Regions from separate parts of the Danio rerio genome. Here region 1 is linked to region 2. Evidence: chromatin contacts called from public HiCAR-type data. All regions are on one chromosome and are shown on one strand. The core of a region is the stretch at or near the end of the contact, and the rest is flanking DNA. Distances in the headings are between cores, read along the strand shown. Region 1 overlaps keap1a (kelch-like ECH-associated protein 1a). Region 2 overlaps zgc:110158.

Region 1 (4,445 bases), core at 345-2,844, 190 kb before region 2:
AATCAAGCAGCCCTATAATATGTTACAAAAATACCATATAATATACCAAATACCAAATAAAACTGTTAAACTAAAAAAAAAAAAACATTAAAACAGGTCTTTTGCCTCTTCAGGGGCACTGAATAAATGTATAATTCATCTCGAATTCTATAGACTATTTTGAGAGATGTAAACAAAAACATTGGTCCCAACGTATTTCCTGTTTTACATTTTTAATTTCTATAGCTTCTGAGAATCCAAAAAGCCACATATTGATAAATAATGTTACGATAGCTGTTTTAACATTAAGTTATGATTGAATTGCCTCTTGTTACAGTTATGAAATAGCTTAATAACAAGAAATATTCATAGACCAGTGACATCACCACATTGAAATGGTCTATAATGCAGTTATTATTATAGCTTGTTTTTTTTTTTTTAAATAAGAGTCCTCATACATAGTACTATTCATTCATTCATTTTCTTGCCGGCTTGTTTTCTTGTCGGCTTGTCGACCCCTTTATTAATCCGGGGTCGCCACAGCGGAATGAACCGCCAACTTATCCAGCAAGTTTTTGCGCAGCAGATGCCCTTCCAGCCGCAGCCCATCTCTGGGAAACATTCACACACACACACTCATACACTACGGACAATTTAGCCTACCCAATTCACCTGTACCGCATGTCTTTGGACTGTGGGGGAAACCGGAGCACCCGGAGGAAACCCACGCGAACGCAGGGAGAACATGCAAACTCCACACAGAAACGCCAACTGAGCTGAGGCTCGAACCAGCAACCCAGCGACCTTCTTGCTGTGAGGCGAACGTGCTATCCACTGCGTCACCACATAGTACTATATAAGCTTTTATTAATTCAAAATAAGGAGAAAATAAAGGCTGTTGAAAATCACATTAGAAAATGTTGTGGCGTTCATATTAATCTCATGTGGATTGTTAGAGTTAGTGTTTCGTACTGATTGGCTGTTTTTCACAAGGATATTACATTGGATTTACTAGAGAAGGAGGAATGAATGGTGTTTGAGGCTCACTGTATATAATTTCCACTAAATTGAACTTTTATTATTCAGCTATGCCTAGGTATTTACAGATTTTTATTATATGGCACATTTAAGTTACATTTACAACACTGATTTTATATTCCCCTGAAAGGCTATTAAATGCAAGCTTTCACATGCTTGTCCTGTACACATTACAGCAGCACTGAGAGGTGAGGTCAAGGCAGAGGCAGGAAGAAAACAACTCGAAAAAGGTTATGTGCTGTTGAGGGTTTTGGGGTTTTCCCCATTGTATTGCATTTCCTTTCTATTATAAGTATGTTAGTGGAATCAAAATATTAGCACAGTGAAGAGTGACATATCAATAGTTGGTTGACCGAGTTCGTATTACATTGCACACCTGTGCAACAGAAGCACATTCACACTGAACGCACAGATAAAAAATGAATTATTAGGAGAAAGGTCATGCTACATGCTACATTTGCAAAACTTTGTCATTTGCAGACTGTGTTTTGATTTAGACCGTCCATTGTTTTTGTAGAGATTCACTCTTTTCAGAGCACAGCCATCAATCCTGACTAACAAGCTTCAGGCAAATCTGTTTCATAACATACATTCCTCGGCGTAGAGTCAGGTTTGGCCTTTCAGGAGAAACACATTTCTTTATAATGAGTGTGATAATTATGAATATTTTGTATTTATTATATTAGTTTGTAAGCATGGCGACTGATCTGGTAGGAAGAAACTCGCATGGACTGTTTTCATGGAGCTTAAACACGAAAAAGGGTCAGGTTGTTGTTTGTCAAGTACTGCATGATATATGAGATAGGAAGTGCTCCATTGTCTATTGTGAGAACTGCTGTAGGTGGTTGCTCGTTTTTGCTTGAAAGGGATATTGTCAAGTCATTTGTATGAGGAAGTGTCAACTTTGAACTAACTATAGTAAAACTGTTGCTAAAAAGGATAAATGCTTGACTTCGCTTTAACTATCTTTAATTAGTCTTATTTATAAAGCAGTAAAGTTTGTAAACTACACTGCTACCAGTTACAAAAAGGGGAGATTATGTCATTTCTTTCAAAGTGTTGTGCAGAATGCACAATTATATTGAATTAAATGAATAAATAAATTAAAACTAAATAGAAAAGTAAGATATTGGACATTAAATTACACTACAAAATACACACACACACACACAAATTTAAAAAAAGAGGCCAGTAAAAGTTAGTTTCTCACGATTTACAATTAAAAGGTGTGTTAGAGGAATGTCTGACTCTTGTTTTTTACTGTAAAAAGTGATTAGTTGATGTTACGATCACCAGCGATCTAATCCTTGCAGATCGCTGGAGAACTACACATCTGTCACTAAACTGGACTAAAAATACCATCATAAACCACACACACACCAGTTCCTGATTCCCCCGATTACACACACACACAGCTGGTTACTCATCATGGACTGATTACCTGGACTTTATATTCACCTCTCACACACACATTGCTGAGTCTTGTTAGTCTGCAACACCACAAAGCAATTCTTTGTCTAAGTTTTTCCGTGTTTGATCCTTGCCTTGTTTTGCTGTTGATATTGATTCTTTGCCGCCTGTACTGACTATTCACCTGTGACTTTGACTACCCTTCTGGATTACCCCTATGATACTGTTTGCACCCATTTGACCATTGCCTGCCTGACCCTTCCCCATTTATTAAAATGCACGTGGATCCTCAAATCTGTTGTCAACATACCAATGGTACAATTGACTTTATCAAAAAAAAAATCTAAACTAGTTAAAATAATTAAGTAAATAAACTATGCACATAATTATATTAAGTCAACTTTGTTGAAATGTTTCAAGAAACTTATTTTCTTAAGGAAAGTCAACTTGACGCTTTTAAGGCAACAGGTTTATTTACTTTTTAAAGTAAATTTAAATTAAACTTCGCTTTTTACAATGAATTCTGTAAACTATATTACCATTTCTTGTCAGTGATAAGATAAAACAATATTTTTTTTCAAATTTTTTATTGGAACTCTTATTTTTAACATTCTTGCTGAATAAAAGGGGTATTTTTAACTAAAATCCTAGACCTCAAAATTTTAAACAGTAGCTTGTGTGCATAAAACAATCACTTTTAAAGAAGATATATTAAATTAAAGCTTTTCCACATGGGAAAGCTAGGTTGCTGCTGGAAGTGGTGTTAGTGAGACCAGCAATGGGTGCTCAATCTGCGGTCTGTGTAGGTCCTAAAGCTGCAGTAAATTGATGGGGTCTCTGTACTGCTCAATGAGCGCCGTCTTTCGGATGATATGTTAAATCGAGGTCCTGACTCTCTGTGGTCATTAAAAATCCTAGAATGTTCTTTGAAAAAGAGTTGGGGTTTAACCCCGGCATCCTGGTCAAATCTGCCCACTGGCCGCTGTCCATCATGGCCCTCTGACCATCCCCATATCATCATTGTCTTCATCACTCGGTGTCCTCTCCCCCAATCAGCTGGTGTGTGGTGTGCGGTCTGGCGCAATATGGCTGCCGTTGCATCATCCAGTTGGATGTTGCACACCAGAGGTGGATGAGGAGATTCCCCCCAAAAATGTGTAAAGCACTTTGAGTGTCCAGAAAAGCGCTATATAAATGCAAGGAATTATTATTAATACTATTAATGGCTCTATCAGAATATACCATTAACCTCATTAAGTTTGTCTTTTACTTCTTATTTCTGCTTTGCATCTCATTTGTTACTGAGTTTGTTGTTTACTTAGAATCTTAAGTTGATATTCATAACAGAGTCATGTGAATCCTATTGTGGATCATTTATATCTGAGTGAGCAGCGCAAATTGGAAAGTTAATCTGTTCAGGAATGCAGTGAAAGAAATGCGTGTGTGTGTTCTCTTTAGGAACTGGAGCTTGACATGAATTCAAACAATGCATGTGGATAGATGGTCTGCCGTTTCAAAGATGTGTGAAATTCAAGACTCAGTATGTGCTGGCAGACAGAAACTCTTGGTTCGGTAACAGCAGCCTTCTTCACAACCTTTTAAATGAGGATTTTGCATTGTTGGCAGGTTAAATGCATCCTCTTCTAGCTGAAGGCTGTTTTTTTTTTTAGATTGTGACATTCTGTTGGTCATATAACAGCTCGTGGGAATTACTTACAGCTATGATTGGTATTTGGCCCTGGATATCATTGTTAGAAACAAGGAAATCGAGTTCTTGAAGCGATGACATGAAATGCTGACAGCAGCACAGTTGAACAGTCAGATTAAAGTATTCTTTGTTTACTTCCTCGTTGTTTCATGTGGAAAGCTGTATCTATTAATAATAACTGGTTTGTGTTTCCTGCTTTTTTTTGTTTTTTTTTTTACAGGTATGACCCAGAAACAAACCGCTGGACGTTTGTGGCCCCTATGTCAGTGGCGCGACTAGGGGCCGGTGTGGCGGCATGTGGAGGTTGCCT
Region 2 (4,361 bases), core at 1,562-4,061:
TGTAATGAACAGTCGTGACCTCAGCGATACTCTGAGCTAAAGAGGCCTTGAGCATCCCGAGACCCCTCTAATCCCTCCCTCAGACACACTCGCTAAGATGCAGGCGGCCAGCGAAAATACACACAGGCACACACACACACACACACACGTACACAAATATACACTCACACACACTCGCTCATGTGTTGCTGTTGGTTTCTGGGACAGCCAGTAGAGCAGCTCTCATGCCAGACCCCGCAGCCATCCACTCTCACAGGGAGGTCAGAGACGGGCCACGGATAAATCACAGACCACAATCTCACAAAAAAACAGCCCCTACCTGAATCAGAAACATTTATCAGAGCATGTGAGTCATGTACGCGTTTAAAAAGCCACTATAAATGCATCACTTCCATTGGGATGTTGACTTGCGTTAATTAAAGATGGCATGAAATGATCACATTTTCATTCATTCATTTTCCTTTGGTTTAGTCCCTTTTTTTATCAGGGGTCACCACAGTGGGATGAACCGCCAACTTATCCAGCATATGTTTTACACAGCTGCAACCCAGTACAGGGAAACAACCATAGACACTCATTTACACACATACACTACGGTCAATTTATTTTATTCAATTCACCTGTAGTGCATGTCTTTTGACTGTGGGGTAACCAAAGCACTCGGAGAACATATGAACTCTACATAGAAATGCCAACTGACCCGACTCGAACCAGCCACCTTCTTGCTGTGAAGCGACAGTACTAACCACTGAGCCACTGTGTCACATGATCACGTTTCTTGCCAAAATGTAAAGTTTAATGACTTTGCGTGCCATTGATCACATCATGTTTGAAATGTCATTGAGGTCTTTGGAGGTGACGTTATTTGGAAATAAAAATAAAATTAATTATTTAAAACAAAATGTGAAATTTCTAGATATAAAAAATACTTTGAATTAGTGGATAGAGACTTAATCTTATATTTTGGTCACATTTATTTCTAAACAAAAACAGTTTGTGATAAATAAATAATAAAATAAATAAATAAATAAATAAATAAATAAATAAATAAATAAATAAATAAATAAATAAATAAATAAATAAATAAATAAATAAATAAATAAATAAATTTGAAACTGTATTTAAAAATGCGGCCGGTTGGATTTGAGTATCAGTATAGTCATGATTTAAATTAGAAACTAAATCTCTCAAAAATGCAGCCAAAAGCATTCGATCTCAGTTGGGTGCCTGACAAAAAATAAAAATAAATAAAATCCTAACCCAAAATACCAAATGTAAAGCCGACAACGCCATGCGTCCACAAATTTATTTGTTTAAAAATCCACTCGCAAAATATTCAAATGCAAACAAAATATCGTTATGCCGATATATTGTGTAAATTGATATCAGTATTTAATTCCGCCAAAAATTGTGCTATATCGTGTATGGTTTTCTAGTGATATATTGCATAATCGATGATATATATGTATGTATATATATATATATATATATATATATATATATATATATATATATATATATAGATATATATAGATATATATAGATTTTAGGTGCAACCCATATCAAACACACCTGCCTGTAATTATCACGTGGTGTTCAGGTCCTAATTAATTGGTTCAGGTGTGTTTGATATGGGTAGCAACTGAAAGCTGCAGGAAGGTGGCTCTCCAGGAACAGGGTTGAGCACCCCTGCACTAGACTATATTGCTATATTTGCTAGACGGGATACAGCTGCAACCCAGAAGTTAACAAGAATTATTCATTATATTATCCATTAATTGTATTTTATTAACATCTACTCCTATCCCAACCATCACCGTGATGTAATAATAGTAATTCTACTAAGTATTATTCATATTAATTAATAAATTATTCACTAATTCTATTCTATTAACTCATAACCCGACCCCAACTCTAAACCCAAACATCACTGTTATGTAAAAAAGAACATTATTAAACCAAGTTTTAGCCATGTTATTTATTAAATTACCCATTAAATTAACATCAACTTAAACCTAACCCTCACAGTAATGTAAAAATATGAATTATTGTTGTACAATGTTACAAAACTAATGCTATATTGCATATATGCTATATTGTGAGTATCCACAGCTGTATACCAACTAGTCTTTACCCATTATTATCTTTTAGTAGTGAATCTGAAAAGAGTGGTGTTATTTGGATTGGCATGGAAGGGTCATTGTTGTACCCCGGGCAGATGTGTTGTTCTGCGGCTGTGGTGGTCAGCGTGGAGATTTCCGCTGGTGTTGGATGGATGGTTTCCTTAGCCGCTCTCCAACCAGCGGGAGGCCTTGTCTGAGGTCTGAACACTGGACAGAGGTCAAGAGGCGGTAATAAGCATGGGTCACAACCACATACACAGACTCAACAGGGCGGCCAAAACTCCAATGAAACCAACTGAGGAGCATGTTTTTTGTTTTGTTACTAAACTTCCGGCATAACTTGAATTGATTAGTTTAATGTACGCATCTTATTTCTTCAAAACGTGGGGACGTTCAATGCTCAGACAAGTACGTGAATGCTTTGTTAACACTGCCCCCGTGTGGTCAATAAGCGCTATTGCAGCTGTCCAGCGGTCGTCATTCAGAGTGTATGAATACTGTCAAGCTAACTGCCCCCTTTAGGGCCTGAGAATAGAGATTGAAGGCCGGCCATGCCGTAAGTGGCAGGTTATTATCTTCTCAAAGGTGTCGGAAGTGATTTTTATATATGGCTGTTTTGAGGCAGGACTGCAGAGCGAGCGTGATTGGCTGGAATGGGTGCACAGGACCCGTTATGGCATATGCTTCTCATTCAGGGCAGGCTTGTTGTTTAGGGAGGGGGAAGAAATGAAGCTAAGCTCCTTTGCTGCGTGTTTGCTATTAGTCATATAGTCTCAGGTTCCTTACAGAACTGTTTTAGACTTGAGCTTAATGGCCTGTTGATCATTAATCAACACTAATGGAAGCTCCGTGCAACAGTTCTAGAGAGCAAAGGGGTTTCATAGGTTTTATGCGACACATTTCGGGGAATTTCTTCACAGTACATACTGTAGACATACTGAGCATACTGTACAGCATACTGAGCAATGCTGGTCTGTATGCTATTTTTTCTTTGCAATTTATGAAGAAAATGTGTTTGGTATTTGCATAAATGTATAATACAACTACACAACAATATATCCTCTGTTTTCTTTTTTTTTTTTCTTTCTTTTTTAATTATTACCCAAGTGATGTTTAATGGAACAAGGGAATTCTCACAGTATTTCCTATATATTTTTTTTGTTTTTCTGGAGAAAGCCTTTTTTTCTTAGTTTGGCTGGAATAAAAGCATTTTTATATATTTTTTAAGGTCAATATTATTTCTTGACTTGCTTAATTAACTTATCTCAACCTAGTCTTTGAATCACACTTAAACCTGAAAACTAGTATCCTGCAAAATACATGATTAAATATTTTAATTGCCTAATGGCAAAGACAAAAGAAATGAGTTATTAGAAATTAGTTATTAAAACTGTTGTATAAAATGTTGTTGAAAATGAAAACATTTGAGAAATATATAAATAAATATATATTTTACACGTGAGGGCTAAAAATTTAAACTGTGTGTGTGTTTGAGCAATATGATCTTTTTATGATATTTTATATTTATTATATTTTTAAATAATATGTTTTTGGTATTGGTCACTATTACATTAAATTCATACGTATACAATTATATTGACAAATGGACATTAGGGCTGCACAATATACCGTTTCATTATTGATATCGCAATGTGCGAGTCCACAATAGTCACATCGCAAGGATCTGCAATGCAGTTGGGATTATATTATAGTAGACCACACATTACAGTTAACAACATATTGGAGTCATTAAAATTTTTTTAGAGTGAAACTTGATTAATTTCATGTGTCTTTAAGGCCTGCGACTGCACTGCAAATAAATCCTGGTTGCTTTAAATTTTAAAGCTGAATCAAATTAACCTTATGTGTCCATCAAACTTATGTTAAACTGACTTAAAACAGCTTGTGTAACTTATACAATTAAGTTAAAACAGGATTAACTTGGTTTAATAAGTTACAGTGACCTTAAATGCTGTCAGGACTAACTGATCATATAGTTTTTTACAGTGTGTGTAAGCATTTAAGGCAAATCTAATGTTTGTAGCTTAAAGATTAATTGTACATTTTATAATTATTTACTCATGATAGTGTTATTATTGTTATTTTTATTATTATATGGTGGTAATTTAATTTGTGTTGCTAAATATTGTTTAACGGCCCAGAAAATCATCAATTATTGTGTACGTTTACATGAACATCATTAATACGATTCAATTGCGATCAAGACAATACTCTGAT

What was found. HiCAR-type assays count read pairs that join an accessible place to other places.
Region 1: a HiCAR-type map of caudal fin shows a contact between it and region 2, with 5 times the contacts expected there. The contact joins two enhancer-like sites. A contact is called at or near these places in 4 of 18 Hi-C or Micro-C datasets (caudal fin, embryo and hematopoietic stem cells) and 1 of 4 datasets of contacts at active chromatin or transcription factors (caudal fin).

Annotation. Positions count from the first base shown.
Region 1 is chr2:44,845,375-44,849,819 of GRCz12tu, reverse strand. It overlaps keap1a (kelch-like ECH-associated protein 1a), which reads left to right. Exons shown (of 7, transcript NM_182864.2): 5 at 4,356-4,445. Among named protein-coding and RNA genes, the nearest start is that of keap1a, 18 kb to the left of the region's middle. Within about 2 kb of position 1,594, at least 7 of the 62 cell types and tissues checked have an H3K27ac peak or open chromatin away from gene starts, as enhancers often do. A contact at or near this core is called in caudal fin, where this site is marked.
Region 2 is chr2:44,659,166-44,663,526 of GRCz12tu, reverse strand. The region is part of intron 5 of zgc:110158; the gene reads left to right. Among named protein-coding and RNA genes, the nearest start is that of znf622, 37 kb to the right of the region's middle. Within about 2 kb of position 2,811, at least 29 of the 62 cell types and tissues checked have an H3K27ac peak or open chromatin away from gene starts, as enhancers often do. A contact at or near this core is called in caudal fin, where this site is marked.